Regions from separate parts of the Muntiacus reevesi genome. Here region 1 is linked to region 2. Evidence: chromatin contacts called from public Hi-C data. All regions are on one chromosome and are shown on one strand. The core of a region is the stretch at or near the end of the contact, and the rest is flanking DNA. Distances in the headings are between cores, read along the strand shown. Region 1 holds the start of ANAPC15 (anaphase promoting complex subunit 15). Region 2 holds the start of CLPB (ClpB family mitochondrial disaggregase).

The links. Hi-C and Micro-C count contacts between places; a contact is called where the count stands out from the background.
Region 1: a contact with region 2 is called in a Hi-C map of muscle, with 6 times the contacts expected there. The contact joins the promoter of ANAPC15 here to the promoter of CLPB in region 2. A contact is called at or near these places in 2 of 3 Hi-C or Micro-C datasets (blood and muscle).

The regions. Positions count from the first base shown.
Region 1 is chr9:39,574,902-39,581,649 of mMunRee1.1, forward strand. ANAPC15 (anaphase promoting complex subunit 15) reads left to right here and starts at 2,743. Exons shown (of 5, transcript XM_065946292.1): 1 at 2,743-2,879; 2 at 4,295-4,419; 3 at 4,931-4,990; 4 at 5,300-5,437; 5 at 5,577-5,918. The coding sequence starts at 4,300. The coding sequence ends at 5,636. It overlaps TOMT (transmembrane O-methyltransferase), which reads right to left. Exons shown (of 4, transcript XM_065946285.1): 4 at 6,590-6,748. The coding sequence ends at 6,590.
Region 2 is chr9:39,278,049-39,284,637 of mMunRee1.1, forward strand. CLPB (ClpB family mitochondrial disaggregase) reads left to right here and starts at 3,083. Exons shown (of 16, transcript XM_065943964.1): 1 at 3,083-3,543. The coding sequence starts at 3,141.

The DNA of each region.
Region 1 (6,748 bases), core at 1,493-3,992, 300 kb after region 2:
CAGGATCCTGCAGTTCCCCAACCAGGGATTGACCCCTTGGCAGTTAAAGCATGGTGTTCTAAGCACTGGTCAATCAGGAAATTCCCTTAGAGTCTTAGTTTATCATCCTTGACATGAAATGAAAAAAAGTCAAACACTTGGCAAGGACAAACAGTGGATAAATGAATGTAAAGCAAATGGCACCATCATTGACTCAGTTTCCTGAGCCAAAAATAGGGTATCACATCAAATTTCCACTTCTCCTTCTCCTTTTCGCCCTCCCCCTAGCCACCATGGCTTGTTGAACCTGGCTGAGGATCTAGGTGAGAAACTGTTAGTGGGGAATTTCCATCAGACCAGAGCCATCAGGAAGGATGGAGGTAACGAGTGCCAGGCATAGGGACCTTGTAACTAAATTAAGAAGCAGAAGGAGCAACTGATGGGAACAGTGAAGGAGACATAAGGGATCAAAAAGACGGGAGAGGTCTGACTGGGTTCTGAGGATTTAGAAACCACTCAGTGTCTGCCCTCAAGGAGCTCATGGTCTGCTGAGGAAACAGAAATAATTTAATACAGAACCCCAGTACAGTGCAGCACTACCTCCTTCCTGATACCCTTTTCTTTACTTGGCTTCCAGACACTACCCAGCTTACCTGGGTTTCTGCTTATCTTTTTGGCCCTTCTCAGTCCAGTTTTCTGCTTTTCCTAGTTTCCTCAAAATTCTGAATTTGAAGGAAATGTTCTTTCATCTACACTCACTCCTTTGGTGGGCTCATCCACTCTCATGGCTTTAAACACCAATCATGTGCTGATGAATCTTAAACTGCTATTTCCAGTCTTGATCTCTTCCTCCACCTTCAGAACTATTTCCCCTCCCACTCCCTCAACATTCCTAAAGGACATCTCAAAACTCAAAATTGACTCCAGGTGTTTTCCCCCCAAACCAGCACCTCTCATGTCTTTTCCTGCTTCTGCCACTATCCCCAACTGAATTTCTCTTTATAAAATTGGGAGAGTAACTCGGTTCAAATGTAAATCAGATTGTGCGGATCCTCTGCTCATAACCCTTCAAGGGATCCTGAACATGGGGTAAAAGCCAAAGTGCTATTGTGATCTGTGAAGCTGTCCTCTCTGGCTCATATCTCTATCCTCATCTTCTCCCCTTCACGCCATAAAACACTACGCTCCAGCCATCGGAGGCTCTTTGCACTTGCTCTTGCCTTGGTGCTCTTCCTTAAATATCAGAATAGTGCCCGTTTTCTTTTTTTCTTCCGAACTTTTACTCAAAAGTCACCTTCCCAGTAAGGTTTTCCTTGGCCCTCTAAGATAAAACATCTCCTCTACCAACATTTTATTCCCACTTCTCTGATTTATTTTTTCTCCTTAGTATTTACTACAATCTTAAAACTATATATTTAGCTATCTTTTTATCTCATTAAAATGGAAGCAGCATGAGTCTCTTCATGATTTTGTTATTGTTGTTTTGTTCACTATTGTACATTCTTTACTTAGAATAGCGACAGGCATATAATAAGGTACTCAGTAGATACTGGTTGAATGAATGAAAAAAAAAAAAAGGTGGACATTTCCAAGCGGCAAATTTTACTCTTTAATGAAAAACTTTATAACCAGAACTGCTTGGAAACAATGTGAGTCCATATGCACAGTACACTAACTCTTAAATATGTTATCTCATCAAATTCTCACATCAGTCCAAGGTAGGAAGAAGCCTGGGCAGAAGAGGAAACTGAGTCCAGGCACGCAAAAGGGATTTGTTAAAAGGCACACATTTGGTCAAGGCAGTAGTGAAACGATGGATGATTGCTGGCCTTGAAATGGGCTCGTGGGTGATGGAGTTTAATGGGCACTGGGTTTGAAGGACTTCCGTTGTCAGAAGGTATTATGATCTCTGAAGGGGAAGCTGAGTCAGACAGAGGTTAGCAGAATGAAGGCATCAGCAAAGGAGTGGGAGAGATATGACAAGGCTGACCCCTAAGCGCATTTAGCCCAGACCTGGAGAGGGCAGCTCAATTCCAAGTAGCAGAATGCTGCGCCTGAGACTGAGTAAACACTCAAGCCCTTACAAAATCTGGAATGCAGACCTGGAAAGGCAATCTTGAGACCAATGAAAGGACTTCCCTAGCGGTCAGCGCTTCCAACGCAGAGTGCAGGTTGGATCCCTGGCCGGGGAACAAGATCCCACATTCCCTGGGGCTGCCCGTTCGCTCCCGCCCCCCCCCCCCCCAAAAAAAAAAATACCAGGGAGCCCACTGCAGGTCTGCAGAGTTTGGCTTCCCTACTTGACTCTGAGGTCTTTGAGGGCAGGGACCATGTTCCTAGATTTAGCCCCCGCTTCTAGCAGGGCCTGGAATATAGAATATAATAGGGACTCAAATATTTCCGTTGAAGGCATACATAAATGAATGTATGCACCCAAACGGGAAACTGAAGGAGAGAAAGGACAGACGGGAACGGCGAGGGGTAAAATCACCCAGCGATTCTGAGGTAGAAATAGACTAATTTTCCTGGCACGCAGCACGACAAACAGTCCTAGTCCTAACGCTGGTCGCCGCCAACTATTATTTTTCAGCAGGGATTGGCCAGCAAGTACTGCCTGGGGAGAAAGAGGCGGGGCTGCACGGGGCCGTTGGGGCGGGACCAGGCTAGAGAGACCGATTGGCTGACACTCAAGGCTGGGCCGACAGAGCTGGGCGCGCCAAATTTCCATCCAGCACGTGACCAACGTATGGAACGTCACTTCCACTCTGGCGGGGCGGGAGCGGGAAACAAAAGAAGAGCAAACACGCATGCGTTTGGTGTGTCCCTGGTTCTGGTGGGCTCTTCCGGTCAGGCAGAAAGAAGTGCTTCCGGGTCGCCGCCGGCTGCCGCCTCCCGGCGCGGTAAGTACAGAAGCTAGGCTGCGGCTCCTGTCTCCTCGTCCCTCCTTCCTTCCCTACCCCCAGAGAAACCCCATTCTCCTGATCCGCCTCCTCAGGAGCTGCCTGTTCACACTCCCCTTAACATCAAAGCGCTCCAACTCATTGGCCGCTTCCTCGAGAGTAAGCCCCACCCCGTCACTCAAGACCCGTCACTCATTGGTACCACTTCCAGTCACTCAGCATTTCTTCCAGTTAATTGGCCTTACCCAGGCCCCGCTCCTTTCGCGATTAGCGACCCTATAAGGACAAATGCCTGCCGGAATCCCGCCCCTGCCTTCTTGTTGGTCAATTCCACGATTATCATCATAATAAGCAGAGAATGGGTGGAGGCTTTACGGCGATGGGTTGGTCTTTCGGAGCTGCGTTCTATGGCCCTTCAGTACTTCCTTGGTTGTGGGTTGGGTGTTATTGATCCTGTTAAATGCGCCGGGAAGCTGCGATACACGGAAGGGCAGCAGCTAGCCCTAATTTATTTGACGGATTGGTCAAATAAATTAGGGCAAGAACAGAATTAGACATAGATTATTTTCTCTTCATCTCTTGTGCCTGGCCTGGATCTATTCCCCGCAAGCGTTCTGTGCCCAGCTTACCGTGTGACCTAGAGCCAGTCGTTGCCTTTATTGGGCCTCAGTTTTCCTGTGAGCTTTAAAGTTTTAATTCAGATTCTCTGGGACCTTCCTTGTCAGCTCCTTCAGCCGCTTAAGCGAGCTGAATTTATGTATTCTCTCACATGTTCATTTATTCAGTCTTTTCATCTACTTATTTACTCATGCCTTTAGAATGTCTTACTGAGCCGTACTTGCACGTGGTAACACCGCCCTTCCTTGCCCCCCAGTTTAGCTGTGGTTCATTATAGAGGTGTTCGAGTCCTAAATTTCTGACACTGGGTCGGTATGGGGTGGGGCAGCATGGAGGAGCAGAAAGTAGGTCTGATGTTTGGAGGGGGTAAAGGTAGTTTCAGTAGAGTCCTGCCATCTTTAATTTTGTTGAATTTTGTAATGCAAGTCTGCATTCTGGTTTCCTCTCTCTACATTTGGCTTCCATTCTCTTCCTGCCTTGAAAAGCTTACAAACAGCTTATCCATGAAGTAAATTACTAACTGTTAGAATTACGGTGAGGGTGGTATAATTGTTATTGTCCCATTTTACAGACAAGGAAACTGAGGCTCAGAGGTTAAGTGATTTTTCCAAGGTCAAACAGCTAGTAAGTGGTGGAGCCAGGACTCAAACCCAGGTCTGTCTGATTCCCACAGGGAAAGGGTGCATCTGTGCTACCGTACACTGCACCCAATCCCCAAGTCAAAATGTAAGCAAATAAAAACTGAAACACACACATCTGAGAGAGCTGGATTCACCTGACCCTTTCCCTCAGTCTAGGAGCCATGTCCACCTTGTTCCCCTCACTCTTCCCCCGTGTGACTGAGACACTGTGGTTTAATCTGGATCGACCCTGTGTGGAGGAGACAGAGCTGCAGCAGCAAGAACAGCAACATCAGGCCTGGGTGAGTGAGAACGTAGCACAGCAGTGGAGCTTCAGTCAGGCTCCCCATCCCCCTTCACTGGCCTTAACCTGGCCCTACTCTGCAGATCTGCCCTGGGGGAGGTTTTTGTCCTGAGCTGGGAGCCTAGGTTCTCATCTTTGTGTTACCCTAATTTGCTGAGGACTGTGGGACCTCTAGGCCAGATCAGAGCCCAGGCTCTTTTCCCTACAACACACGAAGTATTTTTTGACTGTTTATTGAGGACCTTGCCGATGTCATGTTCTAGGCTGGTAGTGTCACTTCATTCTCACCATAATCTTATAAGGAACCCAAAGACCAGAGAGTTTACATAGCTAGATCAAATTCATAAGTAAGTGGCAGATGACAGGAAAGAGACTGAATCTTCCTGAGAGTTGGAAGGAAGCTTCTCGTTCACACTTGGGGGTCTTCTTGGGGGCAGGGCAGATGAGTGCCATGCCTTTGACTTCCTTGCTTGGGCCCCAGCCTTGCTCTCCTCCCTGTTTGGCCACAGCTCCAGAGCATTGCAGAGAAAGACAACAACCTGGTACCTATTGGCAAGCCGGCCTCAGAGGTGAGTGGCTCTAGCAGGTGGGGCCTATGTGGGGCTCAGGTGGACTGAAGCTCTGCTCTAATTCTGAAGGTCTGACCTCTGACTCCAGAGTAGGTGTGGTCCTCAACTGGTGGAGGCCAGAAAGAGGTGAGAGAGAGGGTGGGTAGTGGGCTCAGCACTAAGGTCGTGCACCAATCAGCTAGACTCGAGTGGGACAGGATCAGGAGTGGAGCTCATTCATTGGCCCCAGAGAGAAGCTCCAAGTGGGCCAGTCCTTGAAATGGCCCAGGCAGACCTATAGAACCTCCAGGCTCTTCCCTGCCTCACCAGCACTATGACGACGAGGAAGAGGAAGATGAAGATGACGATGAGGATAGTGAAGAGGACTCAGAGGATGACGAGGACATGCAGGACATGGATGAGATGAATGACTACAATGAGTCACCTGATGATGGAGAGGTCAATGAGGTAGGCAGGGGTGTGCGGGAGGGCCCCTGTCCCTGACCTCACTGGCAGCCAGGAGTACAGAAACCCTGGATGCCGCCAGGGGCAGGATCTGGGACTGGGGCTGGCTGGGTGGCTGAGGCCCCTCCCCACCCACACCCAGCCTCCTCTTCAGGTGGACATGGAAGGCAACGAACAGGATCAGGACCAGTGGATGATCTAGGTAGACAAGAAAGGGGGTCCAAGGATGGCCCTGGACCTCCTGCAGAACCAGCTGATCACCCACCCCCATGCTCCACCCCAGTGCCTGAATGCTCATCCTCGGGCACTTCCTCAGCTGCTGCCAGGACCTGATCTTCTTGGTCCCTCCCAGGTCATCAGTATGCCCTTGAATCCCCAGGGCCTGAGCCCAGCCCCCTCCCTTCTAGCCAGCACCTCACCCCTTGTTTGTCAGATCTAGTCTCTTTCTAACTTTAATAAAGACACGACTGATTTTTTTCCCCCATGTCTATTCCCTATTTCTTGTTGGAACCTAGAGGAGGCCAGCATCTTCTCTTGAGCTTTGGGGAAAGGGTATTCAAGGGACTTCAGGCGGATCTACCTGGCCGTGTGGTCTGGGGCTAAGGAAGGCCAGAGTAGCCCTGGCTGTGAGCTGAGGCTTCACTGCCATTTCTTGTGGCCCAGATTGCACCCAGCCATTCCTGCCAGGCCTCTAACTCAGTGTTTACTGCTTCCTTTGATTCCACCCGAAATGGCATGGGGTTGGGGAGGCTGGGGGGCAGGTTCTCTGAGGCCTAGAACTGAGAGGCCCCTGAACTCTCCTAGTCAACTTCTCTGGTATCAGAACAGATTAAATCTCAGAACAGGGCAGAGACTCCCATGGAGTAACCCAGCAAATCAGTGACAGGGCTGGGTTGGGAGCTCAAGCTTCTTGCCTGTCAGTCCATGACTCTAGACTGGAAGGAGAGGAACCAATGGAATCAAACAGCCTGACAGGACTTGAGGCCTCAGGTTAGCGTGGAGCCAGAGTGGGACAGAGGTGGGAGGAGAGCCCCTCAAGCCCTGAGCCCAGCATGTGTCAGTCCACAAGCAGGGAAGGGAGGGGAGGGGATATTCTGAGGTCCGTGCTTGGGGAGGGGTAGGGGGAGGCAGCAGTAAGTACCCCTGCACCTGGACTCAGCCAGGCCCTGCATAGGTGAGCTGGGCTATGCCATCCTTGATGGCAGGGAAGTCAGGGAGGCCAGTGTGGTGGAGGCGGCAACGGTAGCGGCCACAACTCTTGGCATACTGCAGGAAGCGGGGTGCACCAGGGAATAGCACATGGTCAGCTAACAC
Region 2 (6,589 bases), core at 1,833-4,332:
CTGAGGGGACAGGTCTTTAGATAGTTGGGTATTTTCAGGAACTGATTTCATGATTCCAATCCTTGCATATCCTCATATCTAGAAAAGCACTGAATCCCTTCGTGATGACATCAGATCCTTGTGACTAGTAGAAAACCTCTTGTAAAGTAACCACTTGATTGCACTGAACTCCCCCTTCATTGAAATCTTATATATTGACCTTCCCTGACTGCCTCTTCCCATCACTTCATGGCAAATAGATGGAGAAACAGTGGAAACAGTGGCAGACTTTATTTTTGGGGGCTCCAAAATCACTGCAGATGGTGACTGCAACCATGAAATTAAAAGACGCTCACTCCTTGGAAGAAAAGTTATGACCAATCTAGACAGCATATTAAAAAGCAGAGACATTACTTTGCCAAGAAAGGTCCATCTAGTCAAGGCTATGTTTTTTCCAGTAGTCATGTATGGATGTGAGAGTTGGACTATAAGGAAAGCTGAGCACTGAAGAATTGATACTTTTGAACTGTGGTGTTGGATAAGACTCTTGAGAGTCCCTTGGACTGCAAGGAGATCCAACCAATCCATCCTAAAGGAAATCAGTCCTGGGTGTTCATTGGAAGGACTGATGCTGAAGCTGAAACATCAATACTTTGGCCACCTGATGTGAAGAGCTGACTCACTGGAAAAGAGCCTGATGCTGGGAAAGATTTAAGGTGGGAGGAGAAGGGGACAACAGAGGATGAGATAGTTCGATGGCATCACCGACTCAATGGACATGCGTTTGAGTAAATTCCAGGAGTTGGTGATGGACAGGGAGGCCAGGCGTGCTGCAGTCTGTGGGGTTGCAAAGAATCGGACATGACTGAGCAACTGAACTGAACTGAACTGACTGCCTCTTTGGAGCTATCTCTCAGAGCTATCTGAGGTGCTGCCTCCCGGGCTGCAGTCCTCATTTTGTCCCAAATAAAACTTAACTCGAGGCTCTCAGGTTGTGCATCTTTTTTAGTCGACACCAGTATTCTTTTCTGGGAAATCCCATGGACAGAGGAGTTTTCAGGCTACAGTCTATGAGGTCACAAAAGAGTCAGACATGACTTAGCAACTAAACAACAACAACATGTCAAGTGCTAGGTGATATGAAGACAAAGTAGGCAGGATAATAAAGATGTGGAAAGGAAGATAGCTTATTTAAATAGAGTCATCTGGGAAGGTTTGATACTCTGAAGTAAGTGCAGGAACAGGATCTAGAACTGGTATAAAGAAGAGCCTTCTCAGTTACAGAAGATAGACCATTGCTCTTCTGCTTCCTGTAAGAATACGGGAGTAAAATCTGAGTAAAAACAGGAGGGAAGGGGGCAGGGCACAACCTTTGAAAGAATGACATAGCCCAAGGACACAACATAAACTGATTAGAATCAAATGGGCCTAAGACGGCAGACAAGTCAGTTTAGACTAGACCTGGATCCTCAGTATGTGCTCATTTTAATACATCAGCAAGGTAACTGGCACACCCAGAAGTGCCAGGACAGTTCCAAAGCCAACAGTCAAAGACCGGAAAGTGGGCAGTGGCCCAATTCCTGGAAATCTCCACCCCCACCACCCCCCACCAAAATAGGTGGAGTAATCCTCCCTCGTTGTTGTTCAGTTGCTCTGCAGCACACCAGGTTTCCCTCTCCTTCACCATCTCCCGAAGTTGCTCAAACTCATGTCCATTGAGTTGGTGATGCCATCCAGCCATCTTGTCCTCTGTCCCCCTTCTCCTCCTGCCTTCAATCTTTCCCAGCATCAGGCTCTTTTCCAATGAGTCAGCGCTTCACATCAGGTGGCCAAAGTATTGGCGTTTCAGCTCCAGCATCAATCCTTCCCTGAATATTCAGGATTTGTGTCTTTTAGGATTGACTGATTTGATCTCCTTGCAGTCCAGGGAACTCTCAAGAGTCTTCTCCAACACCACAGTTCAAAAGCATCAATTCTTCAGTGCTCAGCCTTCTTTACTGTCCAGCTCTCACATCCATACATGACTACTGGAAAAACCATAGCTTTGACAATTTGTATCTTTGTTGGCAAAGTGACGTCTCTGCCTTTTAATACGCTGTCTAGATTTAGCACAGCTTTTCTCATTAGCCTGTGAAATAACCCAGCCTATAAAAACTAACCACACTGCATTTCAAGACTACTCATACCCTCTGCGACAGTCCACACTCTAGTCTGTTCAGTGTGTTTCTCCCAAGGCTGCTCTTGATTCTGAGAAGGCTGGAGCTCTGTGGAGTGTGCTTCTCTCTAAAAAATCCACTTCTCACCTAGGAAAAAAAAGCACTTCATCTTTCACCTTCTCATGGGTTCAATCTGGAGAAATGAGGGCAGGATGGGAGTGCAAGTATCAAAAGGGTGATGGCTTGGAGTTGAAGGCTTCAGCTTTATTTATTGATTTATTGACAAATTCTTTTATTTTTGAGCCTAAATTCCCCTCCCTGTACACAGGAGTAATAGTCCTAGCCCAGCTTCCCTTATGCGGCTGCCACAAGGATGAGAAAGAGAGAACATATGAAAGCACCTTAAATATAGGGCAAGTGGGAAAGCAAGATTAGGCATCAACTTTTTAACAGAAAGGATGTCGGTGTACAAAAAACAAAAAGAGAGAGAGAAAAGAAAAGGAATTCCTATTTCAGGTGCACCAGTTACCCTAGCTATCTTTGTGAAAATCAGTCCCAGGCTAAAAAGAGATATAGCCTAAAAGAAGCACAAGTTTCATGACTGGCCTCTGCTGAAGAGTCCCGTTTAATGTACAAAACTCAGAAATTGCATCTCAAGTTTTAGCTAAACTTGGAAGAAGACTCTGGGATTCCAACCTTAACTCTAATGGCCTGGCCCCTGCTAGGTGTTTCTCTTCTTGCCACGCCCCCATGTCCAAACTCCATTTCCCAATACGCCCCAGGATCCTGTAAGTCGGCAGTCATTATGACGCAAGTTCCACAGCCTTCTGGGAAATGTAGTTTATTTCTCCCTCCGCTACGTCAAGATCTACGGTTAGGGACTACCACTCCCGTGGGGTAGTGCGTAATTCCACTCCGCGGCGTCTTCGAACGCGCCGCGGCAGCCATGTTGGAAGTGGTCAGCACAGGGGCCGGCACCAGGGGGTTATCGAAGCAGCTGTCACGATGCTGGGGTCCCTGGTGTCGAAGAGAACAGCGCCGGCGCCGCGGCTCCTTCTCCAGCTGCTTAGGTCCCCATCGCTCCGGAGCCACGAAAGTGCCACCGGCGAGAGTGTGACCACCGGGGGCCGCGGGGAGCCTCAGTGGCTGAGGGCTGCCGTCGGGGGGCGCCATGGAACGTCGCCGGCCCTACTCACCGGAGGAGGGGCAGCCACTGGAGGGCGCCAGAGAGGACGTACCGAGACCCCCTGCCTTGCAGCTGCCACGTGGGGACGCCTTCCCAGCCCCGAAGATACACTGCCTGGGCAGGACAGCTGGAATGGAGTCCTCAGCAGAGCCGGATTGGGCGTGTGGGCCCTGGCCACGGCGCTGGTGGTTCACTGTTACAGCAAGAGCCCGTCCAGCAAGGGTGATTATCGGAACAGTCTGGTTTTGTGCAAGTGAGAGGCGGGAGGAGGGTCCTGAGTCCGTGTGGTTGGAGGGTGGGAGCTGTTTATAGATTTAGACCACTAGAGCTTCAGTCCTGGTGGGACCCAGACATAATTTGGTCATAGAGCAGGCTGAGGAGCTCAGTTCCTCTGAGTTGTGTAATTTCTCAAATTATGCAACTGTTATTGTATTACAATAATAATTGCATGCGTGCCTAGTCGCTGCAGTCGTGTCCGACTCTTTGGGACCCTGTGGACAGTAGCCTGCCAGGCTTCTCTGTCCATGGGATTCTCCAGGCAAGACTACTGGAGTGGGTTGCCATGCCCTCCTCTAGGGGATCTTCCCTACTGAGGGATCAAACCTGCGTCTTCTATGTCTCCTGCATTGGCATGTGGGTTCTTTACCACTGGCGCCACCTAGGAAGCCCATAATAATAATTATTGTATTATAATAATACAGTTATTAAAGGTCAGCCTCCCTTCTTGGAGTATCATCTTATCCATCTGTACAATGGGAGCATTGGACTAAACATCTGAAATTAGCATGTGGCCTATTTCTCTACCATTCTACCTGGTTCAGTTCCTCTTTTAAGAGGTCTCCAGGAAACCTCCTGTTTGGCTTCCCATGTGGTGCAGTGGTAAAGAATCCACCTGCTAATGCAGGAGACACAAGAGATGCAAGAGACGTGGGTTTGATCCCTGGTCTGGGAAAATCCCCTGGAGTAGAGAATGGCAGCCAGCTTCTGTATTCTTGCCTGAAAAAAATTCCATGGACAGAAGAGCCTGGCAGGCTACAGTCCTTGGGGTCCATGGCCTAAGAAGGGAAGAGGAGACTTGGTTTCAGTGCCAACATTGGCTCTGCTTGCTCCTCTCTAGATTGTTTTCCCACAGGTGGAGGATGATTTCTCAGTACTCTTACAGTGCTGTTATTCTGATTCCTTTTGAAGTTCAGCAGTGTGGTTGTGTTCATCAGGGAGACTCCTAGGGTTCTGCTATGCCTAGTCTCAGGCATGAGGTGATCTTGCTATGTAGGGAATTTGGCAGGACAAGAAATGCAGGGAGCTGGCTCTCTAGAGAACCAGAGCAACCACGGGGGCTGGCTGACCCAGATTGGCATCACCCCTGGGTGCACGGAGCCGAGCAGGGACTGGGAGAGCAGGAGAGAGCTAGACTTCTAGCCTACGTGAATCCAGCTACTCAGATTCTTAGCTCTTCCTCAAAGAGAAGAGTGAGGCCTGGTGTTTCAAGATTCCATGCATCCCAAGCTCTGAGACTTTGGACCAAGAGGAGGGACGTCCTTGACATTCATTTGTTTATTCAGCAGGATGTGGCCAGCTGTTTAGGAAGAGCCTCGGCAGGGAGTAAGGTCACCTGGGGTTTTGTTTTGTTCTACCTTTAATTCCCACGTTACTTTGGACTTTTGCTGTTCCTCATGGTCCTGTTTCCTCATCTATAAAATGAGGGTGTTGAAACAGAGCTCCTAAGGGTTCTTCTAGCTTAGGCACACTATGATTCTATCACTTCCACACCCACAGAGGTATGAATACCCTCTGTGCGCCTACTTTAAAGCTTGATGTGGAACTCCTGACTTAACACAATGCCAATTAAGGGGACGGTGCGGGCCATTAGGCATGTGCATCTGGTGAGTCATCTGACAGCATGTTTTGGGGGATCAGAAGGCCAGCATGGAAAGCCTTCCTGAATGATTGGAGACCTTCCTTGAGAATGGGGAATTTGAATTTGAGTTCTGAAGGATAAGGCAAGAGATGAAAAGGAGAGTTGATACTGTGAGCTCCTTGAGAGCAGGGAGTGCGTCTTGATATTTTCAGGTTGATGCCGGTTCCTTTCCCTAATACTTTTGCATTGTCCATCATAGTCCCTGGTACTTAGCGTAGGTACTTAGTAAATGTTCCTCAAGATGGTTTGTATTCTACGCAAATGTTTCCAGGAACGAAACGCAGGTCAGCATAGTATGTATAGAGGCTAACAGTTTGTCCAGCCTGGTTGAAGGAGAGGAGGTCTTTTAAATGAGGTGAGAGCAGATGGAGTAGGGTCTGGATATCAGGCGAGGGGATTTGGAAGGTTTGAAATTCTTCTATAGGTGATGGAAAAGCTGTGGAAAATTAATGAGCAGGGAATGTCCCAAGGCCAGCAGGTTTAGACAGATGGGGAGAAGGTGTCCAAGGTCTTGCCTCAGAGTTTTTGGGGGGCTCCAGATTGGACTCTGTGGCATGTGAACCCCAGCAAAAGACACTGGGGTCTTTTTACCAAAATACATGACGTTTACCAAACCATGACCAGTCCCAACCTTTCTGACTTGCCAGTTCCCTTGTGACTTGAGAGTTGTGAGCCAGGGCCCTTAGTGCAGCATAATCAGTACTGCCCTTTAGGAGCCAGGGGACCCTGGTTTTAATCTCGGCTCATTCCTCATTCCCTCTGGGACCTTGCAGAAGCTACTTCTTTTTAAAAGAGTGAGGGGAGAGAGAATACAGCAGTATCTGAGGAAGGCTTGTTCCCCTTCCAGCTGGGGGCTGCCCAAGCATGCCGGGGTGTGTGCGGGGAAACAGCTGGGGAACCGAGGAAGACCTAGTCCTGGAGCCTAGGCCTGAAGGTGGCGTGGAGGCCTGTGCATCAGTCTGAACCACAGGACTGGTTTGCATATGTCTGATAAGGTGGATATTGTACACAGGAGGTTAGGTGAGTGAGCCAGGTAATAAACAAGTAAGTGGCAGAGTTAGGACCAGACCCAGGTCTGCTATTCCACCCTGCCCCAGTGCTTCCTGTCTTTTTCACGTGGTGACTCTCTTGGCTGGACTGAGAGCTCCCTGAGACGGGGCTGGTCTGAGTCAGTCTGGTGCCCATCACTGGAGCTCAGGACCAGCTGAGCTCAGAGTGTTGCAGCCCCTGGGAGAGAGAATGTGCCTCTGCTGTTGACAGCTTTTCCTCATGGCCACAAGGTGGTGCCAACAGCCCGCACGCTGCCCAGGCCAGGCCAAGCGTGCCATCGCTTTTCTACTAGGCCTGGTG